Linked DNA regions of Anas platyrhynchos: region 2 is linked to region 1. Evidence: chromatin contacts called from public Hi-C data. All regions are on one chromosome and are shown on one strand. The core of a region is the stretch at or near the end of the contact, and the rest is flanking DNA. Distances in the headings are between cores, read along the strand shown. Region 1 overlaps MSI2 (musashi RNA binding protein 2). Region 2 holds the start of MRPS23 (mitochondrial ribosomal protein S23).

Region 1 (7,613 bases), core at 513-3,012:
CAAGAGTGCTGCCACCAAGCCCTGGGCTTTGCACTTCATACGGAACATCTACACTGTAATTACAACAGATGCTAGGTAAAACTGGGTCTTGTATTGAAAGGAGACCCTTGGACCGCTCCATTTCCATCAAGTCCCCCCGTTCTTTGAGCAAGACCACGGCCCAGCAGGTCGCTGACACCTCCCAAAGAGACCTGGCACTGCTCAGGAACCCCGCAACGCAGCACTCGCTGCCTCGGTGAGATGATCTGAGGCAAATGTGGAGAACACCAAAACGCACAGACACCACGGGCCATTTCAGGTGCTTAAGGCCCGATGATAAGACGTCCTTCCCAGCAGCTCATGCTAAAAAATATATATATAAAAAAAAAAACGAGGGGGGGGAGCTTCAACTTCATCTCCTGATGGGAGGTGATCCTCCAGCTCTGTAGCAGCCCCGGTGTGTCAGGCCTTATGATGCTCACACCGATAAATGACCTTCCCCACCCTGCAGATGTTTCCCACTTCCTAAGGCTGCTGTATTTATTGACCTGAGCAGGTTTCAAAGAACTCCCCCAAAGACTGACCTATCGGTTATGTTTTTAAGCCAAGTTGTTGCTTTCTAAATTGTTATGACCTTCCTCTTCCCCTCTCTCCCCTCCCAGTCACGAGCAATAGGAATTAAATTGATTCAGTCTATCAGTGTTCTGCATCTAAGTGATTAAATTCAGCCACTAGAAAAATCTGTTTTGTGCTGCATCTGAGCAAAAGCAGCGCTGCCATTGGATCCAGCCCCCGGCCTCAGAGGGAGGGAGGAGGCAGCATGGGGCGGAAAGGCACAGAAGGTAAAATACAGACTTGGTCATTGTGGCGATATCAAAGGCATAATCTTTTTCCCCCCCTTTTTAAGCTTGAGCAGTTATTAGATGTACCATTAGAAGTAGCTTCACAGAGCTGCCTGGCGCAGAGCGGAGAGGAGGCGGCGCTGCGAGGGCAGGTGCAGGCGCAGCACCCCCAGAGCATTAGCAGCACGTTGAGGTTTCAGACCTGCAATATCCAAGATCAGTGCATTATCGATTCCAGACAGATGTCACGGGGCTGGATGCTGACTTTGAGGGCAGCTCCCCATCCTCAGTACAGTCTGTTTCTTGCGCAAACAGACCAGAACTAGTCCTAATTTATCCGGCCTGATGACCAGGCAGCGTTCCTGGGGGACAGATGCCTCGCTCTCCAGGCTGGCTCCAGCCCTAACAACCAGCTGACCATCTATTTTAAGCTGTTCAGCTGGGATTTTACTTTGGGACATCCAAGCCAAGAGGAGCATTCTTCCCTCCTCCCCTTTCTTCCACACGGCAATTAGAAAAATTAAAAAAGGCTGGAGGATTTAACGCATCTGCCTAGCCCCCTCCTCCAGACAACAAGCTCTAAGGACAGAGACAGGCCTGTGAAGGAGAAGTTCGGGAGGCAGGGTTTCAACTTGTGGGTGTCTGCACAAGTGCTGAGCAATTCACCGAGCAGGGTCTCAAAGAAAGAAGGGATCCAGCTCTGCCGCTGCTCTCACTGCAGCTCTCCACCCTCTGCGCTTCCCCTCCTCCAGCCGCTGCGGGCAGGGACCCTACCTGCCCAGGAAACACAGGGGCGTTACGGCTGGGCTGTGCTGAGGATCCGTCCCTCCCTGTTTCAGGAATTTAGCGAGAGAACAAATGCGCACACAGAGAAAGAACACGCTGAAATAACTGCCTGTTCAGCCGCATCCTCCAGAAGTTCTTCGCTTCCTGCATCTGTGGGATTTCTGGCACGGCCACGGCGCTGACCTCACCTGACCTTCCCGCTGCATCAAAGGGCCTCATCTAAATAGGTCATTCCTCGCAGAGGGAGTAAAGTTCAGAGGAAGCTAAGAGACTTACGGGCTGCCTTAATCATCAACACCCCCCTCCACACTCTGCTGGAAAAGAAAAAAAAAAAAAAAAACGGGAAAAAGGGAAAAAAAAAAAAGAAAAGAAGAAAAAAGATATCCACAGTGGCAGAGACAAAATGTTACAGAAAAGAGAATTCGGATCTACATACTGTGGTAGCTGAATTTTAAGCAGTACAAAGTCTAAGAATACATCTGGAAACACACATGCAAATTCTTCATATCTAAAAATAAATGTCTCTGCTGTAGATTACTCTCCAGAGTAAAAGAGAAGTGCTAATATTACTTGGAAGTTTTTTGTCTCTCGTTCTGTTTTTTGTTCGTTTTTTCCCTAAGATCAGAGCTGATGAATTACTGTTAAAAAATCACATACATTAAATTATCTAGATAATTTGAAGCATTATACACTTAAATTAGTATTATTTATTACAAACTACCAGCTTGCCCCAGGCAAACCACACTACCAACACTTTCACTTCATTTTTAAAGGCAGTATCTTTTGCTTTGGAATAAAATGTCCTTCACATCACCTCTGCAAAATGCCACATCCTCTTTCCCCGTGGTTTTCAAGGTTTAGGACTAGCAGGCTTACAGCGTGCCAGGCTCACAAGCTAGGGCTCTTCAGCAACGGGCTCGATGCTGATTTGCATCAGCAGAAGTTGTTGCCATATTTTCCCCATCAGTTCCTTAGAGGAAAGCTTACAAACTTAATTCCCTCTTTACATTTGCTTATTCAAGTTCCAGCTGCATCTCCCCCTAATGTCCCATTAGGGTTTTCCTTTTAATTACTTTTTCACGTCAGCTGTGCATGCTTTGCAAGGTCCTCTTTCTAAGAACTTAGCTCTCTCTCCCGTGGTCCCTTCCATGAAGGATGTTTTCTCCCTCTCCTTTACCCCTCCCAAGAGCCCTCCCCTAGCCCCTGTGTCTCCACGCTCCGTTTCCTGCCTCGTGCCAGCCCCCGGCGCTGCTGTTTCGACACCCCGGGATCGTACCTGCACAAGACACTTAACGAATGGGAAGTGCGGCAGGGTGTGGAGCGTTTCATTCATGAGCATTATGCACTTGGCTTAATGACAATTTCTCATTACACATACTGTCCTTGCAACTGTCATAAAAGATTAAGGAACATAAAAGCAAACTACTTAATTGCGGGCAGGTGTGCAAGCCTATTCCCTCTACCTGCACCAATGTTCTTTGGAAATACCTTTAAAAGAAAAAAAAATACATCCTTGGAGACATTATGTAAGAGAGGCACGCGGCAGTCGCAGTGGCTGTCCCCGCACTCCCGAGGAACAAACAACCAGGGCATGGCACGGCAGAGGACAGGCCCCTCTCCTTCCCTGCACCAACAAGGCACAGGCGGGCGCAGCCAACCTCTCCCACCCAAACCTCATGCCACCAGCATGATGCCTGCCCCTGCCCTGCCCCATCCCACTGCTACAAAGGAAACACGAAGGTTTGTTTAGCCAACAGAGCCCAGGTTTAATTCCACGGCACATCCCGCGGACCCAGAGGCCCAGCAGGCAGAACAAGGGGAATTTTACCCAAACTAGCAGGAAACACTGCACACGGCAGCTGCTGTCAGCCAGGCTGGAGCACGCGAGGTACACACCGAGCCAGCATGTGCACAGAAGTCAGCAAGGCTGGGCCACGGGAAAAGCAAGCTCCTCACGTCCGAGTTCATTTACATGCTATAGGCTGGAAAAAATGGAGCATCCGTTTTCTGTAAAGCTGTGCTCATCTTTTTTGTAGTGCAATAGGCAGAGAGACATCTCTCTTCTCCATTCGGCTTAAAGATCATCTTTTCCACTACCATGATGAAAGACTGGAATCAATGTCAAGACACGGGAGAAATCAGTTTACTTCCATAGTACCAAACAGCAGAAAAGGAATTTGCCCACAGACACTGCTGATAAACTGCCACAAATTCGGGCCAATATCCTTCAAGTTTAACTACACGTTGCTGCAAAAGACAAGACACATTGGCAACTACTTGGACAGCAGTCTGAAGATGTAAAGTGCCCTATAAGTATTATTATTACTAGCAGGCTGCTACGGATGTCTCCTATATTTACCATCTGGGTAAAATAACTACTTCAAACAGTCCGTTTGAAGAAGTCCCAAGAGCAGTTAATGTTTTCCATATACCCTCCAAATCAGTCACAGATGATGCAAAATGGTGAAGCTCCTCCTCCCGTTTCACCTGAGCTCCTGTGAACCTGGGGAAGGGTTGGGGACTGAAACTTCAGCCACTTCCACGCCCTGGCTACTGAGGATCCTTCTGCCCACGCAGCACGCAGAACTCTGCCGAACAGATTCGATCACAGGGGAGGCCAACATTTCCCTTTACAAACCACTGATACCATCACACACCATTTCTCTCTTTTCAGTGTGATGTTCAGCTTAACCCGGATGATTTGTTCTGCATTAATATTTCAGCAGCACTACAAGCAAACGAACGGATTTCTTCCCGTGCTGCAAGCAAACAAGTGCACGCAGGCTGCACCGCGCGGGGCTGCTGCCACGTCCACGCACAGATCCGTGTTACCAACTCCTGGTTGCAGAGGCCACAACAGCACAGAGGAGAACGAGACCCAAAGGAGCGCGGGCAGGCCTTTCCTTTGAAGTGCACACCTTCTTCCAGCATCCGACTCGCAGCTCGTGTAAATCAGCGCAGCTCCAGGCGTTGAGGTCTGGAGCATGTCCATGCACAGGCGGTGGGTTTAAATCAGCACGGAGCCTCTCACCTCGCGGAGTTTTGCCAGTTAGCATCCACAAACAATCTGGCTGAAATCATCACTTACCTCCAATTCTTTTATTTTTAGAGCACTTCCCTTATCACCAATGGCCACGGCAAAATCGTACTGCGTGTTAGCATTTTTACCCTGCCTTACCCCTGCGATACGGCCAAATGGCCCCTGACGCAAGTGGCAGCCTGTCCTATTTTCACAACTCTACCACAGTTTGATTTACACCATGTAAATAGAAGTCGAAAGCAAGCCTCTGGTCCCAAAAGATGCAGTCTCAGGTTTTTGCACCTCCTGTACATTTTATGGAGCAATTTTTTAGGTCAAGGAATAATCTATAAACCTATCCACTTAAACAGAAAAGCAGAAATGAGAAGTGTGACCTAGGAGTCAACAAAACAAAAGGGTCACATTTCCCCAGGATCCCCTCTCCTAATTACTGACAAACCAGGTGAGGCTCTGGCATTACCGAGCCTCTCCTTCAGCCTCTGCAGCCACTCTGGAGCAGGGAACAGCACCGTCAGCCTCCCCTGGTTACCCCTGGGAGAGCAGAGGATGCTACGCAGGGTGCTGCCAGATCCTGAACAGCACCAAAGCTTTGCATCCCTGCCCACAGAAGGGTGTTGGACCTACATGATCTTTACGCTCCCTTCCAACCTGAGCCTCTCTGTGGTTCTGTGATTGGAAGGAAAGGGCATCTTCCTCCCGGTACAATCCGGATTGCTGATTTGGGCTTCAGCAATAAGAACCCACCGCAATCCTTGCTCTGCAGGAGAAGCAAGGCGAGCTCCTCACCAAAGGGGACGCTCCAGCCCCCTTCCCTGTCCCCAGGCTGGGCAGGGTCCCGCACGGAGACAAGGTCAGGGCAGCAGCGGGACACCTTCCCCTGCGCCAGGCAGCGGCTCCGACAGCGCGCCCGCTCTGACTGATGCTGGGAGCCCGCAGCATCAAAGCCAAGGTCACATTCCAGGGAGGCAGAGCGCGAAGACGGAGCGATGTTTGTGTTGATTCACTTGCTTTCGCGATTGCCGGGTATTTAATCTCTACAGCTCTTTTCTTTTGACACGATGGGCTCCTCTGGAGTCATTGCAGCCTAAAGAGTCCATCAAGTAAATGAATCCAGATTTCACAAACAGCCAGAGCAGCTCACTCCCACGTTGCTGACTATTGATAGCTCACTTCCATTTTGACAGGCGGGCTTTCAAAGCTCCACGCAGGAATAAGAAATTTCAAGAGACCAGTAAGTAAATAAATACGACAGACCGACAGCCGGAGCTGCGCGCCCGAAGCGCTGCCGGCAGCGGGAGTACAGCATGCAGGGGGCTGCGACGACAACTCCAGGGCCCCCGGAGATAGCAGGCAAGACTGCCTCTCCTTCCCTCCCCTTTCTCCCAACTGGACAATCTGCTGCTGGGCTTGGAAGTAATCCAACCCAGCCTTTACAAGATATTCTTACTTTCTTAAAGTCAAAATACAGCCAGAAGGTCAAATGAAAGACAGGTTTCCCAAAGCACCTAACTGACTGTGTGAACTTCTGAGCATAAACCTAATTGAAGGCAATGGCAAAAGAAAAACACATCAGTATTTGTGACTTCTAGAATTTTACTGCAGTTCTCTTTCTTGTTTGTTTGTTTTCAGAAAGTACAGGACGGACAGGAGGGGGGTCTCAAACCATCCAGAATTGGAAGAGTTTGTGTTGCACTTAAACAGACCTCTGTTTCAAGTTGCCTTGAACTCAAGATCAGTATCTGCTCTGTTTTATCAGACGAGGTCTGATTTTTGTTCCTTCTTTTATTTTCCTTTTTAAAGGTTTATTTTTGAAAGAGGACCCTGTAACAGGGCCTCTTCCATTTCAGGAAAAGTAAACAAAATCCTTCACAGGGAGGATCGGGGATGAAGGAACAAAGCCTGCGAGACTAAACTGTACAAAGGTGAATTTATTTGTCATTATTTGGTATCACAGCAGCACTATGACTTTGATCAAGGTCAGGGCAAGGTGCTGCACGCAGACACACTCACTGCCTCTCGGAAAAGCCTGCAGTTAAGGCAGCAGTAGGAAAGTCACCCCATTAGTCCCAGATTTCAGGTGGGGATCTGAATGATACCACAGTAACACAGCAAATCAGTGCCATGTCCATAAAGCCAAACTCCTAAACCTCAGTCCCAGCACAGTCATCACTCTGTCCTCTTTACTCCGGGACTCACTGCAGACCATGTTATCCCAAACCATCACCTCTTCTGGTCCGAACTTATCTGAACCGTGCGCCGTAAGCAAAGCAAGGTGCTGAGAGGTGTCTCCCAGGCCAAAAAGCAAGCGAGTGACCGCAGAGGATCCACTGAGACCTGAGCAGTTTTAACACAAAACACCCACATGCAAACAAATCTATGGTACAAGGAACTTGGTGTGATCTCCAGACTCCCTGGGCTAGTTGTGCTTTCTGATTTGGGGCAGCAGTGGCACTTAGTGAAGATCAAGGTCCCTGCGAGAGCTTAGAGGCTACACCAAGGCTAATTCCCTAGGTGCAGGTATGCTCTCAAAACAAGAAATACCAAGGGGATTCTTAAAACCAGAGCAGGAGAATCCCAGCAACATCCTTTTGGCTACTGGATTGTGTCCTGGACATTCACAAATAGGATGTTCAACAGAGAAGAGGGGGCAACAACTTCTGTAGCCTGGTGGGGATGAGAGGCAAGCAAAATAAATATTTAAGTTCCTGCTTATTAGGAAATGCTTGGCAAATAATGTGAAGCCAGAAGGAGGTGTTAAAGAGAAGTATATGCAGTGTTATGGGAAGCTTAATGAGAAGCTGTAACCATTACGTATGTATCATATATGGAAAACTAGGTGAGGCCCCTATGGACTATTACATACTGCATGAAACTTTATGGACACCGTAATGCATTATTTTTAATGATTCCCTTGCCTACTTCAGGCTCTGGAAACCAAGAAGAGCTTCCCTAGTTTCCTGGTGGTG
Region 2 (7,948 bases), core at 1,171-3,670, 160 kb before region 1:
TATAATGAATTCTTTCTGAACTATGTGTTATCAATCTCCAGCCCTGCACTTTTCGGCGCTGTGCTGAGCTGGCGGGATCACCAGGTGCGGATCCCGCTTTTTGAGGGTGACACTTGTTCTGATGCTCCAAATCAGGCCCCACAGCCGATTTAGGGGGCAGCAGCAGGGTTTGGGTACGTGGCAGACCTGAGGACGCATTCAGGCACTGCTGGAGGTGTTTGCAGACCTGCAACAGGGGACACCCCAATGCTGGGGGGGCTGAGAACCACAGGGTCCGGCCTGGGAGCGCTGCTCCGTGCCCCCACCTCCCCTGCAGCCCAGCTCCAGCTGCCAGGGAGCAGCGTTTGGTTGCTGGCAGGGTTGGAGCTCCCCAGCCTCACGTGTGGCTTGGAAACTTTCCCTGTGAAAGAAGGCGCTGGAAAAAGTCAAGGCATTCTTGCCTTAAATGTCAAAAGCATCAAAATGCTGGAGAAACCCTGGATGTGGCCTTCTCGGCACAGCCAAGGAGGCCGTCGTAACCCAAGGGGGGAGCCAGGGCTCTTTGAAAGAGCTGAAAAGACCGGGGCCTGCCCAGTCCTTTGAGCAGCTCAGATGCAGCCCTGGAGCGGTCCCAGCAACTCCCTTTTGAATTCTTCCACTCCACAGGGGCAGGAGTTTTGTCTTTCAAAACTTTCTCCCGGCAGCGGAGAGAAGCCCGGGACTGAGAGCTGCGGCTGGCCCACGGTGAATGCTCGAGGTGTCCTGCGCTGGCAGCGGGTACCTGCTTCTGTCAGCCCTCGCTGGAAATTCACTGCCCCCTTCCTTTATAACACTGCAAGATGGATGGAGTGAATGAATGCTTTTTATTATTATTATTATTTTTTATTTAACCAGCTCGTTCCCAGACCGAGGGCTGCATCCTAGCGATCAGGCATCACGTCTTTGCCGTGTGCTTCTTGGAAGCTGGCTTCACGGAACTTCTGGCAGGGGGAAGGCTGTTTGCACAGAGCAAACAACCTCGGTGGTGTTGGGATTTCATTAATCAGGATGAAAAACACAGGCTGGGGCTCGGGGCTGGCAGCCAGGCACCGTCTGCTGCCACCTCCTGGGCCCAGCCAGCAGTGCTGGGGCTGCGGGGCAGGATCAGGCCCTGGTGCAATCCTGCTGGGTGCTGGCTCTGGGTGAGACCCAACACAAAATGGGACCGAAGGGAGACCCCAGCTCTCGGTGTCCCACTGTGGGGGGATGTTTGTGGCCCCCCACCGCCGGTCCCCAGGCTGCCATGGGCACGTCGTGGTGCTCAGCTGGGGGACAGTGGACAGGGAGGGTGTAAAGAGCCATGGGGGCAGAGGACGAGCCCCAGCCAGCAGGACCCCAAACGATGCGGGGCCATATGGGCGTCCTCCCTCCCGTATGGAGATAAATGGCGGGCTGCGTGTGCCAGGACGCGTCTGGGCAGCACAGGGCAGCATTTCTGGTGTGCCCCCTCCTTGCAGGAGCACCCAGCACAGCCCCAGCAGCTCCCTGTGCCTTTGGGGCCAGCAGCTGTCCTGCCCCGTCACTCGCAGCCCAAATGGCTCCCTCAGAAACCGGAGACGGCAGCAGCACCGCCACGTCCCGCACCCTGCAGGCGCTCAGCGGGTGTTGTAACGGGGTGACAGCTGCTGCCATGGCTCCTGCTCAGCTCCATCGTGGTCTGCCATTGCTTGCAGGCCCCGTGGAGGCACAGTGCCCCGCTGCAGGGTGGGCACGGCCACTCCGTGATGGTGGGAGCACGGCAGGGGAACCAAAACAGCCGCCGGGGAAACAGGAGTGAGGTGTGCGTGGTTTTGGGGTGTGAGGTCATATTTTACACAGCATCCCTCGGTCTCCGTGCTGGGTCCATGCTCCGGCCCCTGGAGCACTGAGGTCCCCGCTCAGCCCATGCTGGGGTGCGGTAATGCTGCTCCAGGACCTGTTTTGGGGTTTTTAGCCCCAAAAGCAGGATAAATCTGGGACCTGTTTTGGACTTTTACCCCTAAAAGCAGGATAGATCTGGGACCTGTTTGGAGACTTTTAGCCCCAAAAGCAGGATAAATCTGGGACCTGTTTCGGGGTTTTTAGCCCCAAAAGCAGGATAAATCTGGGACCTATTTTGGAACTTTTAGCCCCAAAACAGGACAGATCCCAGCAGGTGCTGCCCAGGCAGGTGGAGGGGACCCTCCGGGCTCTGGAGGCCCGTGGGGGTTTGGATCTGAGCCCCGTGCCCATCGGGGGCCACCAAGGGCAGCAGAAGGACCCCGAGGGCCCCGTCCCCGCGTGTTCGTGCCCGTGCCGGGGGCGGTGGGGGGGGGTGGTTCGGTCCCGGTGGCGCTGTCCCTTTAAATGGCGGTGGGAGGGGGGGAGGCGATCTGGGTGGGCACCCGCTCGGCTATCGACTCCTTCTGCCTGCGCGCCCATCCGCGGGCCGAGCGCGCCCTGCGAGCTGATTGGCTCAGCCGCGCGGAGGGCGGGCGCTTCCGCTTCCGGGCTGGCCGTTGCTAGGGGGCGGCGTTGCTAGGGGCGGCCTAGCGCCGCCATGGCGGGGAGCCGCGTGCAGAAGGTCGGCAGCGTCTTCAGCCGGTACGGGGGGGGCCGGGCCGGGCTGGGGGCGGCCCCGCGGCTCCCCCTAAACCCCCCCCTGAGCCCCCTGTCCCCGCAGGACCCGCGACCTGATGCGCATGGGGGTGCTGCGCCAGCCGCTGTGGTTCGAGGTTTACGCCGCCTGCCCGCCCCGCCGCGAGCCGCGGCACCGCCAGGCCCGGCCGCGCTACGGCCGCGCCAGGGACAGCGTCAGGGACATCCTCTACCCCGAGGACGCCGTGCGAGCGTGAGTTCCGCCTCGTTCGGACCCCCGGGGACCGTCCTGGGGCCCCCAGGGTCCCCGTTGTTGGTTGGCTGTTGTGGAATAAATGGGGTGACCCCGATGCTGTTTATTTCCCTCAAACTGTGTCTCTCTTTGATTGATGGAAAACCTGAACTGTGTTATTTTTTGAGCAGGAAATTTTACAGAGTGTACGGAAGCGGGCCAAGACCTTTTGATTTATCGCAACCGAACTACAAATCGACGTGCCAAAGGTAAATCTTTTTTTGTTGATATATAACTAAACTAAAAATGCTTCTGAAACTTGTCCCTGTCTCCTCTTAGGTCAGCAAACCACAATGTTGTTTGCGAGAGTAAAAATACAATCTTGAAATCTAGGTTCGTTGAGAAGTACAATGAATTGAAAGAAGAAGGGAAAATTGAAGAGGAAAAATTGTTTGAAGAAACAGGAAAAGCCCTTTTAGCCAGTGGGATAATTTTGCAGAGAAGAGGAACAGATAAAGTAAGTATTAAACATTCAGAAAACGAATTGGCCAGTGGACTCAAAAGGCTTCATTTTTAGGTTCTTAAGACGGAGTTAGTCCAAATTAAACTCTCTGTAAGTTACCAATAAATAAAATAGAGAATAAAATAGAACCTCTTCTGGATTGAAGATAGCTGGCACACTTTTTCTATTCCTTCTTAGTAATTAAGTATTCTAATGCAGCATCGCTCTCATTCTTTAATCCTGATTTGGAAATTTATACATAAATCTTGCAGTTTGCTTCAATAAACTAAACCAACAGCGATAACAACAAAACCCACACACTTATTTCAGTCATTTTTTGTTTATATTTGTAGTTTGGGGCTCGTTTACTTATGTCTTTGGTAAGAAAATAACTACCCAGAAGAACTGTCTAACATGTCTTGCATCTATTTTCACGGATGTAAAAAAGAGGAGACAGCTCCTGGGCACATGGAGTCTGTTCCTTGTTACTTCAGATAATTGTCATGTAACTCTTAATGTAAAACGGGGTAAAAAAGCAAACTGATGCTTCCAGAACAGCGCGTCAGGTAGAGTAGAACACTGCTGCTCTGTGATGGTTAGCAATCTTTTTACTTTGTTCAAGTCTGAAAGATAAGCAGTTCTTTTGAGAATGCTGTCCGTTTAGTTTGAACACCCTCAAAAAAATGGAGAAAAAGATTTTATAAAAATGGCAGCTCTGTAAACAAAATTCAGCTGTTACTCTCTCCTGTAATGCGCTCTCTATTCTCCTAATTGTCCAATTACCCGTGGGCTGAGCATCCATAGCCTCTTTTCAATAAAAGAGGCTGACCAGGAGCAGAAATTGGTTCTATTACAAGTAGATGTCCAACGAGCGTGTGAAAAGATGAAATGGCCAGCTGGCTTTAATATTTTACCTTGAGGTCAGCGATCTCATTTTCATTTCTTGCCCTGGTGATACCTTGAGACTGCACGTACTTTGATAATAACCTAAGCATGAGGTAGAACTTAGCTGTCAGCTTTCTCAGACATACGCACTGGCTGTTGCTCTCTTCAGCTGTGCTTTGGAAGAAACTTGTTGCAGCCATTTCTTTGGTTTGGTTGGGTTTTGTTTTGTGTCTGTCTTTAACTGTAGGTAACACAACAGAGTCACCAAGATGCTGAGGCCAGGGATTCTGTACTACATCAGCAACTTCAAAGCGTGTTGGAGGAGATGCAGGCAAAGAAGAAAGACGTGGAGGAGCAGAAACCAGAACTGACAGAGACACAGAAGGAGAGCCCCGTGTCCTAACAGCTGTAGCGTTGTCTTCTCACATCGCGCAGGTGGCGTTCACCTGCTCAGGAACCTGTGTGCCCACAGCCTATGGTTACAAGATTTTTGAATGTTGTCTCAACTTTTGATGTGGAAAATTAAATATTTTCTTTAAAATGGGAAATTCTGTCTGTTCAGGGGTCTCATTTGCACTAGTAAAGATGTTTCTTAACTTCTTGCAGTGACGGTACAGTTTGTGACCGTCCTGCTGCTGAAGTGTCTGATGCTGTTTGTTTGATGCATTCTAACAGCTGTCTGAAGTGTCATCTTTTTATAGCTAATTCAGAAGAGATGCTATTTATATAAATGTTCTGATATGTTCTCTCTGTTTCATTGCTTGCTTAAATTCCTGAGAGGATAAAATATAATAATACAAACTAATTTGGATCTTTGAAAATCTTAGTGACTCTTAATGCCATCAGTCACCTCAGAAGCGTGAAGGATGCGCTGTTATAACTCTTTGCTGAAGACAAAGTTGAGTGCTGTTACAGAAATAGTCACTGAAAATTGGGCACAGAAAAGCTGGAAAATAGCAATCAATCCTAGAATTCAGAGCTGATTAGACTTGCGTTTTTCCCACATCTGTGAACTCGATTGCCTAGCTTGTTTCTTATTAAGAATTTTGTTTTCAGGCTAAGGGAAAAACAGTAACAAGAAGAAAACAAACAGATTTAAATCATGTCAATCAAACCTCTTCCTCTCCTAGCTCTCCCCCAGAAAGGAAAAGGTCAAGATTTCCTTTTGGTTTTGTACCTGCCTTCCAGACCCCTCCTCCACAACAGTGTTGTGACACTGCTGAAGGCGATTCAAGCAAACTCTCCCACACCTGTATTGTAATGGCAGTAAAAAATGACTTAAAAAAAAAGTATGACTTAAAGCTGCCCATCATTTGTTTCTGTAGGGCTTGATTCACCTCCTGATTGCAGTGCAATTACAGTGGAATTACTCACTTATCCTTGGAAGGTCAAACTTTATTTCTAATCCTGCTCAGTAATTCTAGAGGGGTGCAAGACTTTATTAGAAGAGCAACAGCCTCTCTCTCTTAGCGCCTCTGTGACTGTGACCTCCGGGCAATCTAGAGCTGAGGGGGGTGGTGTGGGTGCCTGGCTGTGCAAGGTGCTTCCACGTGGAGCATGGATTGCTGCCTGCATCACGAAATCCACGTGTAGCAGCCCCGTACAGAGGTGAATGCAGCGCAAGTATCCACGCAGACCAAGTCTGGGAACCGCTGTGCCAGGTCACTGGTAGGAGATGGGCTAATATAAACAGAGGTGGGGAGTGAATGAGGAAAAAATCAATTAAAATGGGATTTGGTCCAAGGCTGTGCTGGAGAGGAGGCGCACGTACTGAGAGTAAGTTGTTGATGCATTTCAGTCATCTGCAGCAAGCATTGGGGGGGTTTCTTCAAATCACAGGACCCTGTTTTGATTAGGGCCAAGGCAAGCTGCCCTCAGGAAAACTCTGGCAGCTCTGATGTGAATTTCTCTTGCATGGGCCAAGCAATTGTTGCTAGCCCAACAGAGGGCTGACCAGCGGTCCCACACCTCCTACACTGCAGCTTTCTGCCTTTGCTTTTAGTGTTTGTTTAACTGAGGTAAATATATTGAAAAAAATCATTGCATTATCAGTGTGGATGATGCTCCAGGCTTGCCCAAAACTGCTAGTGGAAATACTTCCAAACACAAAGCAGTACGGTGAAGTTGGACGCCGTAACGGGAGAGGTTTCTCACTCACTTCATTAACAGCTTGGAGGCCTCCTGCTTGTTGTCACTTCTCTAAAATGTTGCCAAGATGACAGAAAGAGCCTTTCCTCCCGGCACCTGCTGCAACCTGCTTCATCCCTGCACCCTTACTGAGCTTGGAAAAATAAATATATGAGTGAGCATAACCATCCAGTGAGCCGGCAGAGGTGATACGGGAGGTGCAGTTCCATGGTGCTGCAAATTAGGGAATTATTTCCTGGCAGCTCACGGGACGGGGCCAGTTTTTGGCTCCCTGGCAGGCTGCTCTGCGCCGCTGCCTCGTTAGGGCCTGCAGGCAGCAGGGCTCAGCCGCCGGGAAAGGATGGGAACCGGGGAGTTTGGTGCAATTCGGGCAAAACACGACGAAAAGCAGAGTTCTGCGTTTTCACACCGTGCATTTGACGGATGCGGTGCTGGCTGGGATTGCAATGCCACCCACCCGCAGCCAGCAAGAGGGCAGCGGCCTGGAGGGGATGGGGGGGGCTTGGACACGGTGCCGGGACCTCCTAAGGGGTCCCCAAAAGCTCTGTGGACCCGGGGGGGGACCGGGAACGGGGCTGGGAACGGGGCCGGGGCCGGGAATGGGCCGGCACCGCTAGGGGGGGGCCGCGCTCCGCAGGCTGCCCACAGCCGGCCCTGGTGGGGATGGGGATGGGGGGGATGATGGAGGGGATGGTGGGGATGAAGGTGATGGGGATGGAGGTGAAGGTGGGGATGAAGATGATGATGATGGAGGTGATGGTGGGGATGGAGGTGGGGGTGCTGGTGAGGAAGGTGGAGGCGGTGATGAAGATGATGGTAATGGCGATGAAGAAGAATAATGGTGATGAAGGTGGGGGTGGTGAGGGGTCTCTTGCTAGCTGTGGTTTTATTCACGTGCTTCTGCCCTGCCCTGCATGGCTGGATTACCCCGCAATACAGAAAATGCCTGCGATGGTGATGATGGCCGTGCCTTCGTCCCAGAGCCTGGTACCACCATGGAAAGGAGCCCAAGCTTTCACCCAGAAAAATGTGTGAAAAGAAATCTGTTTCCCTCAGGACCAAGCAGGGTACATGGGTGGGCACAGGGCGCAGAGAGAAGGGGGAGCAGGAGGGTGGGGGGCAGCCCGGACCTCGCCTTTGTCCCCTGCTCCCCGTGGTGGCCCCTACCAGCCGGCTGTGCCGCGCTGCCCCTGCCTCCTGCGGGGCAAAGCCACAGATGTGACCTTGTCGCCTGCCCTTTGCCTCTGCAGGGCAAGTTGTGCATTAGAATAATTTCCTTGTGCGGGGCAAACCTGTCTCCTGGTATTCTAACACTTGCTAATGACTGGAGCAAAGCTTTTGCTGTCTTGCAATCCTACACCCCATTACGGAGTGGCCGGGTGACCTTTTCTGAGCTAAATTGCTGACCTCTTTCCTCCTGAAAGATGAGTGGTGTGTGTGTAGCAGTTCCTCTTTCTGATTGCCGAGCTATTTTTAAAGTGACAATAAATGCCAAAGTATCGGTTACAAGGTTCCTTACTCCTTGAGGCATCAAAAACGAAAGACAATGGAAGGCAGGAGGGAACCCTCTCCACATCCCTGAGAGCCAGGCTGAAGGTTTTCCAAGG

The links. A called contact is a pair of places that touch in the nucleus more often than the background predicts.
Region 2: a contact with region 1 is called in a Hi-C map of subcutaneous adipose tissue, with 2.1 times the contacts expected there. The contact joins the promoter of MRPS23 here to the enhancer-like site in region 1. A contact is called at or near these places in 3 of 8 Hi-C or Micro-C datasets (skeletal muscle, small yellow follicle and subcutaneous adipose tissue).

Annotation. Positions count from the first base shown.
Region 1 is chr20:1,364,815-1,372,427 of IASCAAS_PekinDuck_T2T, reverse strand. All of the region lies in intron 5 of MSI2 (musashi RNA binding protein 2), which reads right to left. Among named protein-coding and RNA genes, the nearest start is that of MSI2, 91 kb to the right of the region's middle. Within about 2 kb of position 1,762, at least 1 of the 8 cell types and tissues checked has an H3K27ac peak or open chromatin away from gene starts, as enhancers often do. A contact at or near this core is called in subcutaneous adipose tissue, where this site is marked.
Region 2 is chr20:1,526,447-1,534,394 of IASCAAS_PekinDuck_T2T, reverse strand. MRPS23 (mitochondrial ribosomal protein S23) reads left to right here and starts at 2,420. Exons shown (of 5, transcript XM_038165752.2): 1 at 2,420-2,560; 2 at 2,660-2,827; 3 at 2,998-3,075; 4 at 3,200-3,323; 5 at 4,441-4,741. The coding sequence starts at 2,673. The coding sequence ends at 4,596. LOC139999128 (a long non-coding RNA gene) reads left to right here and starts at 382. Exons shown (of 2, transcript XR_011804221.1): 1 at 382-723; 2 at 874-1,776.